Linked DNA regions of Mus musculus: region 1 is linked to region 2. The links are chromatin contacts, called in public Hi-C maps. All regions are on one chromosome and are shown on one strand. Each heading gives the region's core, a stretch centred on a gene start, on an enhancer-like site or on the middle of the called end of the contact. The rest is flanking DNA. Distances are from core to core; before and after follow the strand shown. Region 1 overlaps Ptpn13 (protein tyrosine phosphatase, non-receptor type 13). Region 2 holds the start of Gm30443 (a long non-coding RNA gene).

Region 1 (7,219 bases), core at 3,761-6,260, 240 kb before region 2:
GAGTTTTAATGACCATCAGTGGTTGAAGTGGCTGTAAAAACACAGCATCTTGACGTCCGTATCTGACGGGAACGCCTGTCCTTCAAGCAGGAGGGACTAAGCTTCACGGTGCTGCTTGCTTGGCCTTGCTGCTCTCAAGAGTGGAGAGCAGGAGTCGGCTGGATGCAGGAAGGGAGGGAGCCTTTGGAGGCTGCTCTGCATCACTGTGGGAGCCCTGGCTGTGCCTTCTGCTCTTCAGCCTGAAGATGAGTCAGGACATAGAGGATGACTTGATAGCAGAAGACATACTGACCCTGTGGGGAGGTGGCAGGAGAGACAGGGAGAATTATTTGAATAACTTAAATTTATACACAGTAGGTGCTTGAGAAATTTGGAAATAAGAACTTTTTGTTTAAGTGCTGAATGTAAGAGTCAGTGTACAGAACTGTGAAGTGCCATAAAAACTATAAACAAGAAAATTGATAAAAAGAGGGGAGAGCCAAGGGGTTATGTCGGTAATGATCTGGGATTGTATACATTTCCTAAGAAACCCCTTTCTCTCTGATTTTATTTTTTGGTGCTGGGGCCAAACCCAGGGCTGCAGGCTTGCTAGACAAGTGCTCCGTTACTGAGCTATACCCTCAATCTCTACAACCTAGATTTCTCTAGACTGACTGAATTCATCTTGTTTTAAAATGTGAAAAAGTTAATAAGCCACAAATCTACTAAAACAAGCTTCTTAAGGATTTCAGAGCAAAAATATAGAAATAAAAATTAAATGTAATCTTTAAGTATTATTTAAATATGAAATAATTTCCCTTTCAACATTTTTAATATAGAGGTCTAGCTCCTAGAGTGCACGTGGCGGCTCACAGCTGCCTGTAGGTGCAGCTCCAGATCTTAAAGTCAAATCTTTAAAAAAAACACCCACAGCATATTAAATGGGAAGTAATCAAACAACAAGCACAGCAGGAGCTCAGTTCTCACTGTCAAGCATACATACATGAATAGGAATTCTGTGCACGCCTACGACATCAGCAGCTACTGAGAGACTGGGATGTTAGCTGCCTCCAGGCTTCCTGCTGCTCATCTGAGTTCCTGTGCAATGCCATGCTCACGGCAGACTGCTCTCACACTACCCACCGTGGGAAGTCCACTCACGAGTCTCTCCACTGTCACAGCTCTGTAGGCAGTCATTTTGCTTACCTGGTAACTCCTTCCCGGCCTCTAACCCCGTGTCCCTCCCCAGAGGAACTCTTGTTTCTTGTGCAGTGCTAAGCGATCATTTGAAATGAGCGCAGTCATGTCACTCCAGGCTATAGGCCTGTGCCAGCTTGCCTCTCACTCAGAGGAAATTACAAGCCTTGTCCTGTTACCTCCCATCTGCCTCAGCTCCTCCCGGCTCTCTCTAGTCCTGTCACACCACACATGACAGGCCCATTCACCAAGACAGCAGACTCTGCCCGAGGACTCCCCAGATCGCAGCTTAATGTTACATCTTCTTCAAAGAAGTAACCTGTCTTACATTTATTCTTCTACAATTTCATCCACGTACATCACACACACTGATTCTGCTGTTGCCCCTCCCCCATCACTCTTACTCCCCACACCCTGGCTACCTCTTCCTCCCTATAAGTCCCTCTCCCTCACTCCTATCTTTCTTGTTTTGTGATTCACACAGACTTTAAGCAGGGCCCTGTATGTGATCCTGTGCTAGGGACTATTCACTGGAATCCAGAGGGCTCGTCTGTGGGCAAACGACTGAACAAAGGAGTTACACTATTGTTTTTAATTTTGGACAGGGTCTCACCAGGCAGCTCTGATTGGCCTGGAACTCACTATACAGACCAAGCTGGCTTCAGACACCGAGGGGTGGGGCACTGGGCCTGGCTGGAGTTATTTTCTTATGGTGTCACTGTTCTGAATTCAGTTCTCAGACGGCAATGGCTGGCTTCCTTCACACCTCTACGCTAAAGTGCTTATCACTTTCAGAGCCACCGGATGGCCTGTCATCCTCAGGGCCCCACTGGAGTGTCTCGGGCTCTGTGGCAGGGTGTGTCTGATTCAGTGGTGTGTCCCAGGCACTGGGAGAAACTCCTGGTGCTCAGATCTCAAATGTTGTGAATGAACACTCAGGCAAAAAGAGCTCTTACATACAGATCAGCATGGCTTCCTTAGCTAGAAAGCAGCTTAAGGCTTACCGAGCCTTCATCTGAATCAAAACTCAGCATGACTGGAAAGTGGCCAAGTTAAAGTCGGAAATGGCTATGTTTTTAAGAGGCAGATAAATGTGACTCTGTGGAGAAGCGAGAATGATTGCTTTAAGTCTACCTCACAGTTCCAATCTAGAAGGAAGGAAGGACTTAGCCATGCTGGGCTCTAGCACAGTGCATTCACTTCCTGTGACGGTAGCTTCAGCTGGGGATGGGGTGATGCCGTGTACATTCAGTTTTAGGAAAGAGGAGTGAACACAACAGAAACAGCTGTGGGGGCTGTCTGGCAGGGCCTGCGGTCCTTCTCGGCCTCTCTGAGCTGCTGCTGTCTGAAAGGCTGGTGACTGAGATGGGGAGGAACCCCATCAGGCAGCAGGCAGAGCCATTCTCACTCGGAGCCTCCAACAAGTCCACCCTTTATGAGCAACTTAGTGGGGACACTGCATCCCTTCTTCCCTCTCCCCACCTTTCCCCTCCCTCCCTGTGTGTGTGTCTGTGTATGTATGTGCCTGTGTGTGTGTCTGTGTATGTATGTGCCTGTGTGTGCATGCATGAGGAGCCAGATGACAGCCCTGGGTAGGTGCCTCCCCGCCCCTCCCCTAACCCCCTGCTTTTTTGAGACAGGGTCTCTCAATGGCTGGAGCTCATAAATTTAGGAACTTGCCTGAGTCTGTCCTCCCAGTCTATGCCTGGATTTTCGTGTAGGTTTTGAGGCTCAAACCTAGGACCTCATGACAGTACTTCACTGAGGAGCTATCTCCCCAGCTCCTGTTCTCCATTAAAAAAATAAAAATTTTAAGGTAGTATCTAAAATGATAGTCTGAAATTCCCCCTTTTTTTTTTTCTGAATTAGTCTTAATGCTATAGAAGGGTCCTTTATGACAAGAGATGTTGGTTTTATGTTATAACATGGAAGGAAACCTTCAAAGAGATCACTGGGCAAAGGGTAGAGCCTTCCTCTGTCATCCTGTTACCTGAAGGCTGAGATGAGAAGAGCGCTTGAGCCCAGGTTAGCCTGGGCCATAGCAAGATCATCTCAGAAAGACAGACAGAAAGAGAATACAAATTCAAGAGCAACTTTTAAACTATTAGTCTCAGAAGAAGTCCTCCTCACCTCGGTCTGCACCATGCCGTGCCTCTGAAGCCTCATGCAGCGCACTAGGTCAGAGATGTCGAACTGCCGGGACACAGAGTGGTGCGTTAGACACAAGCTGGGTGATGCGAAGGCGTCCCCTGTGGGGTCCTCACCCCTGCCCCTCCTCACGACTCGTCAAACTCTCCAGTATAATGACTTCCTGAAGTGACCTTCTATGATACAGTATTTCTAAGAACTAGAGTCTACTATGTTTGAACGTCTTTGATACACATTCTCTTCCTCTGACATTTAGCTAATTTCTTAAACTATAAAAAAATAATGTAAGCAATATTCCTCACACTAATGTCCAGAATAAAATTCCATTTCCTTTTAATTTAGCTGATGCTTGACAGTCTGAGACGAGGGCAGACTGGACTGCTGGGTGTGCCCCACTTCAGTTATCATAGGTTATAGGAGTATCAAGAACTGGATAGAACTGCATCATCTAAAACCCTTTAAGAGACAGACCCTTTAATCTCTATATCTCTATCATCTACCTATCTACACACATACATATATATATACATACTATATATTGATTATATACAATATACAATTATATCCAAAAACTATATATATATTTAAATACAAGATATTTTGGCAATTAAGGAAGTTTCATACGAATTTAGATTAGAGTCAAAGTAAGATCACACTGTTACTTGCTTTATTAATATTTAAAAATTAAGAGTAACTACTTAGAGTAATAGATTAGTATTAATTTTCAAACAAAATTACCAATTTCTTATCTATAGGTAACAAGGACAAAGCTCAATATTTTTCTTTTTAAAAGTGGACTGTCTTTTGGACTTTGGTATTTCCTGTAGTCATGGCAACAGTACTGACTTGCTCTCACAGAGAAGCTTACTGTCTGTACAAGGTGAAACAACACATTTAGACAGTCACATCGCCCAGCACTCGGCCGTATCTTGTACTTACTTCCAGATCCTGGCTGATTAAGCCTAGGACCACGTCTATGCAAATGAGGGTTCCTGAGCGTCCAATGCCAGCGCTGCAGTGTGTGATGACTGGGCCCGACCTACGGATGTGTCTCATGTAGGAGATGAATGTGAGCAGGTCGTCTGGCTGCGACGGTGTATCGTGGTCTGGCCAGGCAGTGAAATTCAGATGAGAAATATGTCGCACCTCCCCTGTCTGAAAGTGTAAAATGTAGTGAGTTACAATGTCACCTGTCCCTAAGTCAGGTCCTTACAGTATCATTTCCATCTTTCAAATTTGAGTGGTATATTGAATCAGATCAAAAGAAAAAATGGAAGAGATAAAAAGGTATAAACATACAAAGCTGGGTATGGTGGCATATGCCTAATTTCCAGTATTCAGACCAAGAGAGGAGGACGGAGTATTCAAGGCCAGCTTAGGGTACAGAGCAAGACTGTGGCTAAAACCGACAACAACAGATTGAAAAATACACGGACTGCATCACCACCGCCCAGTCCTAGTGGCTAGGGATGGTACCCAGGCCTCTGTGGGCTCATTTAAGTGATATGTTTGGCAATGTCAGTCTCAGAACTTTATTCTTTCTTTCCCATTAGAACTCCTCCTCCCCCAGCATCCTCTGGTTTTATTATCTGCTTCGTTTTCCTCAAATGCAGCCTCTCAGGCCATCCTGTGTTGTTGAACACACAGCCTGTATCTCAGAGTCCAGCAACCCTTCCTTTCGGTTTTGTTTTCCCAGCAGCACGACTAACACAGCCAGCCCACGCCCACGCAGGCAGCAAGCTCCATGTGGGTACTGAACGGCTGTCTGCCTGTTGTTAAAATGCTGGACCTGGGGTCCATGCCAGGGTTTGAGTTGGACTACTCTACTGTGATTCATGATCAGGTCACCTGAGGAACACGAAGTGCTAAGCTCATCTGAGCAATGGGTAAGCTCGTGTGAGCCAAAACATCACCTGGCAGGACCTAGGAGCATTAATTAAAATGTGTTAACTAAAATGTTTAGGTTTCATAAAGGAATAAAAGCTCTGACACTTTGTAAATAATAAGGAAAGTCTCATAACACGTTTATATGTCGCCAATGGAAGTGAATCAGCATACTGTTTTGTTTTTGTTTTGTTTTGTTTTCCTTCTAGAAAAGCTGAAGAAAGCTCAGGGGTAAAGTGCTTGTCACATAAGCATGGAGTCTGAGCTTGCATCCCCAGCATCCACAGAAAAAGTTGGGCATGGGGACTGCCCTTTAATCCTGTGCTGGGGAGATGGAGTCAGGAGGATTCCTGGGGCTGGAAGGCAGCCGGAGCAGTTCAATCTGGGAGCTCCGTGTTCAGTGGCCGAGTCTTTCTCAAGGGAGGCAGAGAGCCACAGAGGAAGGAAGATTCCTACATCAGCCTCTAGCGTACACGTGCGCACAGACATACCTACACATCTATGTACACACACAAACACATATACACACAGAGAAGGAAAAACAAAGAAACGTTGAAGAAAGTTAAAGACTCATGAGCAAACATGGCTTTGCATAGCTCATATTTCCGGGAAGGGTGCACCAGGTGAGGGAATGCCACACTGAAGAGACAGACGGCTGGCTCTGTCTAAAGGCCGATCACAAGCTAGCATGCACTAGTTTTATCCAGTGTGTCTGGCAAGTGTGTCAATGACAGCTGATATGGCACAGCTGTGCACACCCGCTAAACATGTAGGCTGCCTTCACCGGACGTGTTCTCATAGCCACAGATTTCTTAAAACAGCTTCAATTAGTCTACTTAGATATTGGACCCTGTAGGTGTTAAACAAAGCAAGTTTCATCAGGTGTGCTGGCACATGCCTTTAATCCCAGCACTTGGCAACCAGAAGTAGGCCAATCTAGAGTTCAAGGCCAGCTTAGCCTGGTCTACAGATCGAGTTCCAGGACAGCCAGGGCTACACAGGGAAACCTTATCCCGAAAAAAAACAACAACAATAATAATAACAACAACAGTAATGGTTCTATGTACACTGCAGTTTATGAACTGTTTTGTGCTGTTTATTCCTAAGCACAGACTGATGATCATGTTAAAACCCCATGTTTGTTCTAATACAGCATCTACCAGATGAAACTGAATGAGGGCCACTCTTAAAACTCTACTGGAAGCTGCGTGTGGTTTGACAGGATCACACATTCCTGTAATCCCAGTACCCAGGAGACAGAAGCAGGGGGATCAGGACTTCCAGGTTGTTGTAGCTGTATAATGACTTTGAGGCCAGTCTGGGCTACGTGAGACCTGGTCTCAAAAATAAAAGATAGTAGATGCCCTGCTTTTGTTGTGGCCTCCCGGAGAGCGTGCAGGTCTGCTTTCTGACGAGTGACTGACCTGAATATCCTCCAGGGCCATCACCCGCACGATGAAGCCCTTCAGCTGCTGCATCCTCAGGAGGGCCAGGCGCAGCCTCTCGTTGGCCATGGTGGTTGTGCCCAGGATGCTTGGCCAGTACCGCTGGCATTTGATCTTTTCTCCTTCCACCTCCTGCGTCATCATTGCTATCACCGTGGAGTTCTGCTCCCAAACCATCTGCCAAAAATCCCCCACAGTGGTGGGCAACGGCCCCTGGCAGGCAATGTACACGAATTCCTGGGTCCCCACCGGGATCCTGATGAAACTGGCATTGATGTATCCACCTTCATCTCCAAGAGGCACTCTTGTGGTGTCATCTGTGAATGTCCACAGCAAAAGGGCATGTCACCACCATGTATTGTCACCACAAGTTTCACAAGAAGCTGGAGTCAATGACTACAATGGTTCCTAGGGCCCTCCTTGTGTGTGTGTTGATGATGTGCATTTCAACCAGCAGCAGTCCAGATCATATTTATGGTGTTTGTTACACTCTATCTAAATGTCAGCTTGGTGGCTTTCTATGAAACTTGGGGTTTACTGACATAGAGTTTGTATTACAAGTGTGG
Region 2 (6,684 bases), core at 3,520-6,019:
TCCTGGGGTGTGGGCAAAGAAGAATGTGGAGGAGGCGTGAGCGATGCCGAGGCAGGGCTGGGGCTTGGGCTATAGGGTGGCCGTGAGTCCGGCCTACTTCAAAGTAGAGGTGACCAGATACTCTCGTGTTTACACGCCTGAAATGGTCGCTGGTTACAGAGTTGGCAGTTACAGTTGGCGATTGTGACTGTTGCCATGTGGAGAGCCGTTCACAGGTGGGCGATGGACAACGTGGATAGATCTCTCATCAGAAGGGAACCACAGAGTCACGGCTGGTCCCCACTGTGCAGCCCTGGCAGAGGCTCTGCTGTGGTTTCAGTCAACTGCAGAGAGGATTGCCACTCACCCACACAGCATGCTTGGGGTTTTCTCTCATCCCCTTCCGGTCGAAACTGAGAGCAGTCAGCACCTAGAAGCAGAGGAGATGGAGGGATGAAGTGCCAGAGTGCATTCTCTCACCCTGCTGCTCCTCCCTGTCACACTCCTTCAGCTTCTGGTCTAAAATCGGAGGTCTAACCTCTTCTAGATTGTGGGATGGGTTTTGATTTTGTAGGAAACTGTAGTAGTCACGTGAACAGGAGTTAAGTCTGGATTGCCTGTGAGATATTCTCATGGCTGCATTGACCAGCTTGGTCACCAGCAAGTAGTATTTGTAGAGGTAGGGGTCTGGGGAGTGGGAGGTGGGGTGGGTTGCTGTTCAGCAGGAAAGTAATATTTGAGTACTTGGTGGAGGTTGGGGGTGAAATTCATGGCAGGTCTACATTAATTTGAGATTCCTTAATATACTATTAAGGCCTAGAGGGAATATTAAAGTTTAGGTAACTGTTACCTGCCGTTTTGTGCTGTTACTAGTATTATAAGGAAACTTTTCTCTTATGTTGTTTCTGCTGTTACTAGGAAACTTTCTCATGCCCAAGTTGATTACATATTCTGTTGTGTTCTGTGCCCTTGGAAACCAATCACCATAGAAGTCAGTAGAATGGCTGTAGTGACCCACGATAAGCTTGGACCCAAACCATCCACCCAGCAGTGTGTCTTGCACATGTGTATAAACTTTTAAGGTATTTGCTTTGATACTTGGCCCCTGGGATGGACTCCGACATAAGAGACACTTGTGCCAATATAAGAAACTATTTGGAATAAGGCTTTTTTTTTTTTTTTTTTTTTTTTTGAGTAGGAACCAAATAAAGTTTATGTCCCCAAGACCTCCCTGGAAACTGACACCCTACTTGGCAGGAAGCAACACATATGTGGGTAACTGACATCCTAGTTGGCGAGTTAAGTCATGATTGTTAGACAAGCCTCATTTTGGAAGACAAGTTAGAACCTGAGTATTAGACAAGGCAAGTTCCCCTGCCACAGTTAAATACCCCAACCAGTGGGACCAGGGTAAGTATACAGCAAAGACATGCTCCTAAGGAAGGCCCCTATCCCTAAATCCTGACTGGTGGAATAGCTTGGCATAGACTTGTACACTTCTCAGGCTTTAAAAAACGTATAGGATCTTGAGGCAACATTGTGGTTCAGCTCCGGAGCCAGGACCAGTCCTAGGGTGTGGCTTTCAATAAACTCTCCTGTTTGACTTCCATTGGTGATTGAGTGGTTTGTGTGGTAGTTTCCAGACTCTGACATATACTTAACGTTTTGTGGTAGTTTTGCAGGTCCTGGATGGGACACAGGGCCTCGCTCGTGCCCAGCCAGGCTTGCTTGGTTTTTCTTTTGTAGTTCTGGTCGTTGAACCGTGAGCCCTGGGAGTTCTTGGCCTGCTGGAAGGGTGCTCCACCAGGGAGCTATATCTCTCTCCTTTTGGTCACCATACTGATCTTTGTTTTGGTTGTGAGACATGGTCTCATGGTTTGCCCTAGGCTGGCTTTGAACTCTTGATTCTCTTGCTGCAGCCTCCCAAGAGCTAGATCGTACGTGCACATTGCCGAATTCAAAAGCTATGAAAGGCCAAATGGGAAGCAGTTTCCTTCCTCACCCTTAGCCGTGCAATTCTCAGGGTTTTCCCCCTAGGAATGCCACAGTTTGTCTTTAAATTAAGACTTCAAGAGAGTCAGATGTTAGTTTATAACATCGATGAACAAGCACAAGGAAAATAGGCGTTATACACATTTCTACATTCTAGGGTCACGTTATACACATCTCTACATTCTAGGGTCATTTAAAAAATTTATCTTGTTTGTGTGTGTTGTTTGTGTAGGTGTGTGAAGATGTCTGAGGGGGGCAGAAGAAGAGAGAGACAGGGCCTGTGAAGCTGCAGTTACTGGCTGCTGGGAGTCTGTGCGTGACCCAAAGTGGGTGCTGCAAACGTTACTCAGGTCTGCTGCAAGAACCAGATGGCTCTTAACAGAGCCGCTCCTCTTCCTTCCTTCCTTCCTTCCTTCCTTCCTTCCTTCCTTCCTTTCTTTCTTTCTTTCTTTCTTTCTTTCTTTCTTTCTTTCTTTCTTTCTTGTTTTTTGTTTTGTTTTTTGAGACAGAGTTTCTCTGTGTAGCCCTGGCTGTCCTGGAATTCACTCTGTAGACCAGGCTGGCCTCAAACTCAGAAATCCACCTGCCTCTGCCTCCCAAGTGCTAGGATTAAAGGCGTGCACCACCACTGCCTGACCTGTCTTCACCTTTTGAAAGAAAGCTTTGCCTTCACATCCTGATGCACAGGGGTTGGGGGGTGTAGCTCACGGCAGAGTGAGTGCCCGTTATCACGTGTCACGCCCTGATTTGATCCCTGGGGTTATTTTCAGATTACATCTTATGGTTTTACTTATTCCTTACATTTGGCTTTTTTTTGAATGAATTTGCTTGTATGTTGAAGGCCCAGGCACCTGTTTGGAGACGAGTCTTCATCCCTAAGTTGTCTGTGGTTCTATGACATCATGCTCCATTCTCTTCCTCACCTGTGACCTTCTGTGTGGTTCAACTTTAAGGTGGAGAACCTGACTCATTTTAGTGACTGCTTCTGGGGACTGGGATATGGGATATAGATTTTTTTTTTAAAGTTTTCCAAGGCCTCAGGCCAAATTCCAGTCTGAGTTCACACACCTGCGGACTTCTTCCATAGTTACTCAATACTTTCTGTGTGTCTTCATGTCAGAGGTCACTTCGGGCCTGTGAGCTTTCCCAGGACACTATGCAGCCGCAGTCAGACGGCCTTTGAATGCAGCTGACAGATAAGATCTCTGTTGATTGATTAGGCCAAGGATTATAGAATCAATGCAGTAATGGCTGGAACACTAAAAGGACTTAAAAATAAAAACCTAATCAAATGTACAAAGGGACAGAATTTAAGCGGGAGCAATGTATCACCCAGCAATGGGTTTGGAGAGATGAGGTGTTACCGGGAAAATGCCAACAAACAGGGACTCCCTACCATTAACTGGCTACTATAGTACGGTGGTAGTGGTGGTGGTGGTGGGGCTGTACTGGAGAACTGAGCAGAAAGGAAATCACCAGGGGATTAGTGAGGCCTTTGGAGGAACGGATAGTCAGCTGGGCAACACTTGCAACAGGGTATGGGACGAAGTACAAGTGGAATGCAAAGAAGTTTCTATGAGGTTGTGAACCTACATTGCCGAGTCTCCAGAAACCTGGACAGAAGTCAGGCTTGCTTAGGAGTGGGAGCAGATAGGGAAGTGCACATTAGAAACTTTTGAATTCACCAGTGGAAATAGATGATGAGGCCTCACTCACAAAGGTAAATGAACAAAACTCGTGCGTGCCTGTGTGTGTGTGTGAAAGAAAGGAGAGAGATAGATGGATATATATATACACATATGTGTGTGTGTGTGTATATATATATGATAGGTGGATGGATGGATGGATGGGTAGGTAGAGAGATAGGTAGATGGATAGATAGATGATAGATGGATTGGATAGGCTGCCACAAAGTAGGGTGAGTGGAATTCCCCATCCATGAGGATACGTGGGACTTTAGCAGACGTGTTCTCATATAGAGCTCAAAAGATGCACAAGAATTATTTTTAAAAGTTCCTTTCTGCTCTTCTTATAATGGGATTTTTATTATATGTGGGAAAGAGTGAAGTAGGAAGATGTGGTTTGAACATGCTTGGCCTACAGGGCGTGGTTCTATTAGGGGGTGTGGCCTCGTTGGAGGAAGTGTGTCACTGTGAGGCGGGGCTTCGGAGGTCTCCTATGCTCTGGCTCCTGCATATGTAAGAGAGCTCTCTCCTTGTTGCCGGAGGATGCCAGCCTCTCTGGGTTGCTTTTGAATCAAGATGCAGAACTCTCAGCTACTTCTCTAGCACCATGTCTGCCTGGATGCTGCCATGCTCCCTACCACGATGATAATGGACTAAACCTTTGAACCTGTAAGCCAGTCCCAATTAAATGTTTGCCTAATTTATAAGAGTTGACTTGATCATGATGTCTCCTCACAGCAGTGGAAATATTAAACAGGAGACTTGCCTAAAATCAGTGTAAAGTAGGGCATGTGGTAAGAAGTCCTTAAAGGAAGAAAACAAACGGACAAACAAATCAACAAACCGACAACCCCTCCCCCCCTCCCCCCAGGCTCCAGGTTACTTCTGCCTGCCGTCAACAACTGAACTTTGACCATCTGAGGACAAAATATGAATGGAAGGGTTTAAGTCGGGAAGGAGAAGAATGAAGTAAAGAAAGAAAACTACAGCTTTCAAAAGTCTCCATGAAACAAAAGTTTTTTTGTTTTTGTTTTTGTTTTTAATCCAAACTAAGCAAAACCCGTTCCCGTGTTTAGAGCGCCATCTCCTGGTCATGAGGTCGAATGGCCCTGAAGGGAAAGAACAGAGGACCTGGGCTGGATATTCATCTGCAGTCACAAAGTTTTCCTCTCTAGCTGCTGTGACAGATTACTGATAGAAGAATCTCAAGGGAGGACAGACTTAGTTCTGGATCCAAGGAGTATAATTTCATGGCCGGGGAGGCATGGCCGCTGGGATGATTCTGTTGCTATGGGAGCTTGCTTCTCACAGCCAGCCAATACACCCACAGCCTCCTCCACAGGACTCTTAGCTGGGGACCGAGAATTCAAATGCAAAAGTCGATCTATGGACGATGCTTCACACTCAGATAACGAGAGACCGTCAATCAGTTTGTGCGCCCATAGCCCCCTTCACCACCCAACTACCTTTCTAGAGATTCCTTCCCTCATGTCCTCGTGACAATTCTCCACGCTCCAAAGGCAGCGCCTCAATTTAGAATTCCAGCTCAGAATTCCTTGGAACTGAACGTTTCTCCTGGAATTTGTTAACTCTAGCTTTTGTTTGCTCACGAGTGCCAGCCTTTGTGTGTGTGTGTTGCTTAGGATACCCCTGATGCATATCGGGTGCCTCTGCCTTCTCCCACTTCCTGTCGTGTCTCCATCTCTTCCTCCTTCCTTCTCCTTGTTTTGGGGGTTTTATGGTTGATCCAGGGTTGTGCCCATGTCTGGGAAGTGCCAGTGAGCACTCTTTGTCCTGTTTTTTTGGGAAGGAGTGGTATATCGGCTCCTCCAGGACAAGAATCGTGTCTCTGCTCTGTTCATCCCTCACGTGAGAGGGAGAGCTCAGAGTGCCCAGTGGAACAGACGATAGAATAGACATACTTAAAGAAATGAAAAGAATGAATTGAATGAGCAATTGTTGACTACTTAGTAAATAGACTTTTAAGACTGGAAGAATTCCAAAGACTAGTATATTTGGATAGCTCAGTAGGCTTGTGAATTCACCAATAAGTTCATAGGAAGAGCCTCAGGATATTCCATCGTCTCTTCTCTACCTAGTTTAATTCTGTGCCTTGTGATATGATGGGAAGATACCTGTAAGGCATCCGGGACTCTCACATCCTAGGCAAGAACGTGTAGTTAGGATGATGAAACTATCAAGAGAACATTAAAGCTAAATGTTCCAAAGACTGGAACATTTGAACACTTCTTGTTACATTGTTGAGGGGCCATAAAGTATGGAAGACACTTGGTTATGCAGAGAACAAAAAAATGTGATGGGTGGTGTCTAGGAGAGGGCAGTGGTCAGAGCGCGTTTGTTAGTATGAAAGAGCAGCCTAGGAATAAGGCTTAGCTGTCGGTCCGAGTTGGTGTCTTACCTAGGGGACTGAAGCAGAGAAGTCACAAGTGTTGAGAGTAGCCTGGGCTGCAGAGCCAGATTTTGTCTTTATAAAGAATGCTGCATTTGCTATCCGTGGGGGATACACAGTGGATTATCTTCGCTGCTGGAGAGGGCTCGCTCTCTTAGGAGCACTGGGAGGCAGTGAGCTTGATCTGAGAGGCTGAGGCTGTGCAGTCCTTCCTCTCCTCCTGCCTCTCTCACCCCACGCAGGCGCCCACTGTCCTTGTGCCAGCTCTGGCTTTCGGGTGTGCTCACTCAGGCCTAGATGGTGATGATTTTGAATTTGGAAAGACAGGAATTGGACAATGCATGCGTGTGTTTCAGTTGGCTGGCACAGAAGAGTTCCTAAAGTTTCTGAGTGTGTTAAACAACAACAAGGACTAGGCTCTTAGCATTCCTGGACTGAAAACATACAAGATGATGAAGTATACTTTCAATTAATAAATATTTGTAAGTATCAGCATATTCAGGTCTTCTTAGTTTGTGTAGATTAATTGGCATGGTGTTGATTCAAAGATCCATTTGCATACCTTTAATGCCTAGGGAGGTTCATTTTGTGTGACTCCCTTCCTTCCTTCCTTCCTTC

The links. A called contact is a pair of places that touch in the nucleus more often than the background predicts.
Region 1: a Hi-C map of muscle stem cells shows a contact between it and region 2, with 2.5 times the contacts expected there. The contact joins two enhancer-like sites. A contact is called at or near these places in 24 of 484 Hi-C or Micro-C datasets (CD4 T cells, CD8 T cells, the HPC-7 cell line and 12 more), 9 of 115 datasets of contacts at active chromatin or transcription factors (bone marrow-derived dendritic cells, embryonic basal ganglia, embryonic fibroblasts and 4 more) and 3 of 9 other capture datasets (adipose tissue, embryonic stem cells and liver).

Annotation. Positions count from the first base shown.
Region 1 is chr5:103,590,767-103,597,985 of GRCm38.p6, reverse strand. It overlaps Ptpn13 (protein tyrosine phosphatase, non-receptor type 13), which reads right to left. Exons shown (of 48, transcript NM_011204.2): 45 at 6,633-6,970; 46 at 4,264-4,479; 47 at 3,307-3,369; 48 at 1-293. The coding sequence ends at 201. Among named protein-coding and RNA genes, the nearest start is that of Slc10a6, 35 kb to the left of the region's middle. Within about 2 kb of position 5,010, at least 56 of the 459 cell types and tissues checked have an H3K27ac peak or open chromatin away from gene starts, as enhancers often do. A contact at or near this core is called in muscle stem cells, trophoblast stem cells and uterus, where this site is marked.
Region 2 is chr5:103,354,181-103,360,864 of GRCm38.p6, reverse strand. Gm30443 (a long non-coding RNA gene) reads right to left here and starts at 888. Exons shown (of 2, transcript XR_880497.1): 1 at 830-888; 2 at 111-409. Within about 2 kb of position 4,769, at least 55 of the 459 cell types and tissues checked have an H3K27ac peak or open chromatin away from gene starts, as enhancers often do. A contact at or near this core is called in muscle stem cells, trophoblast stem cells and uterus, where this site is marked.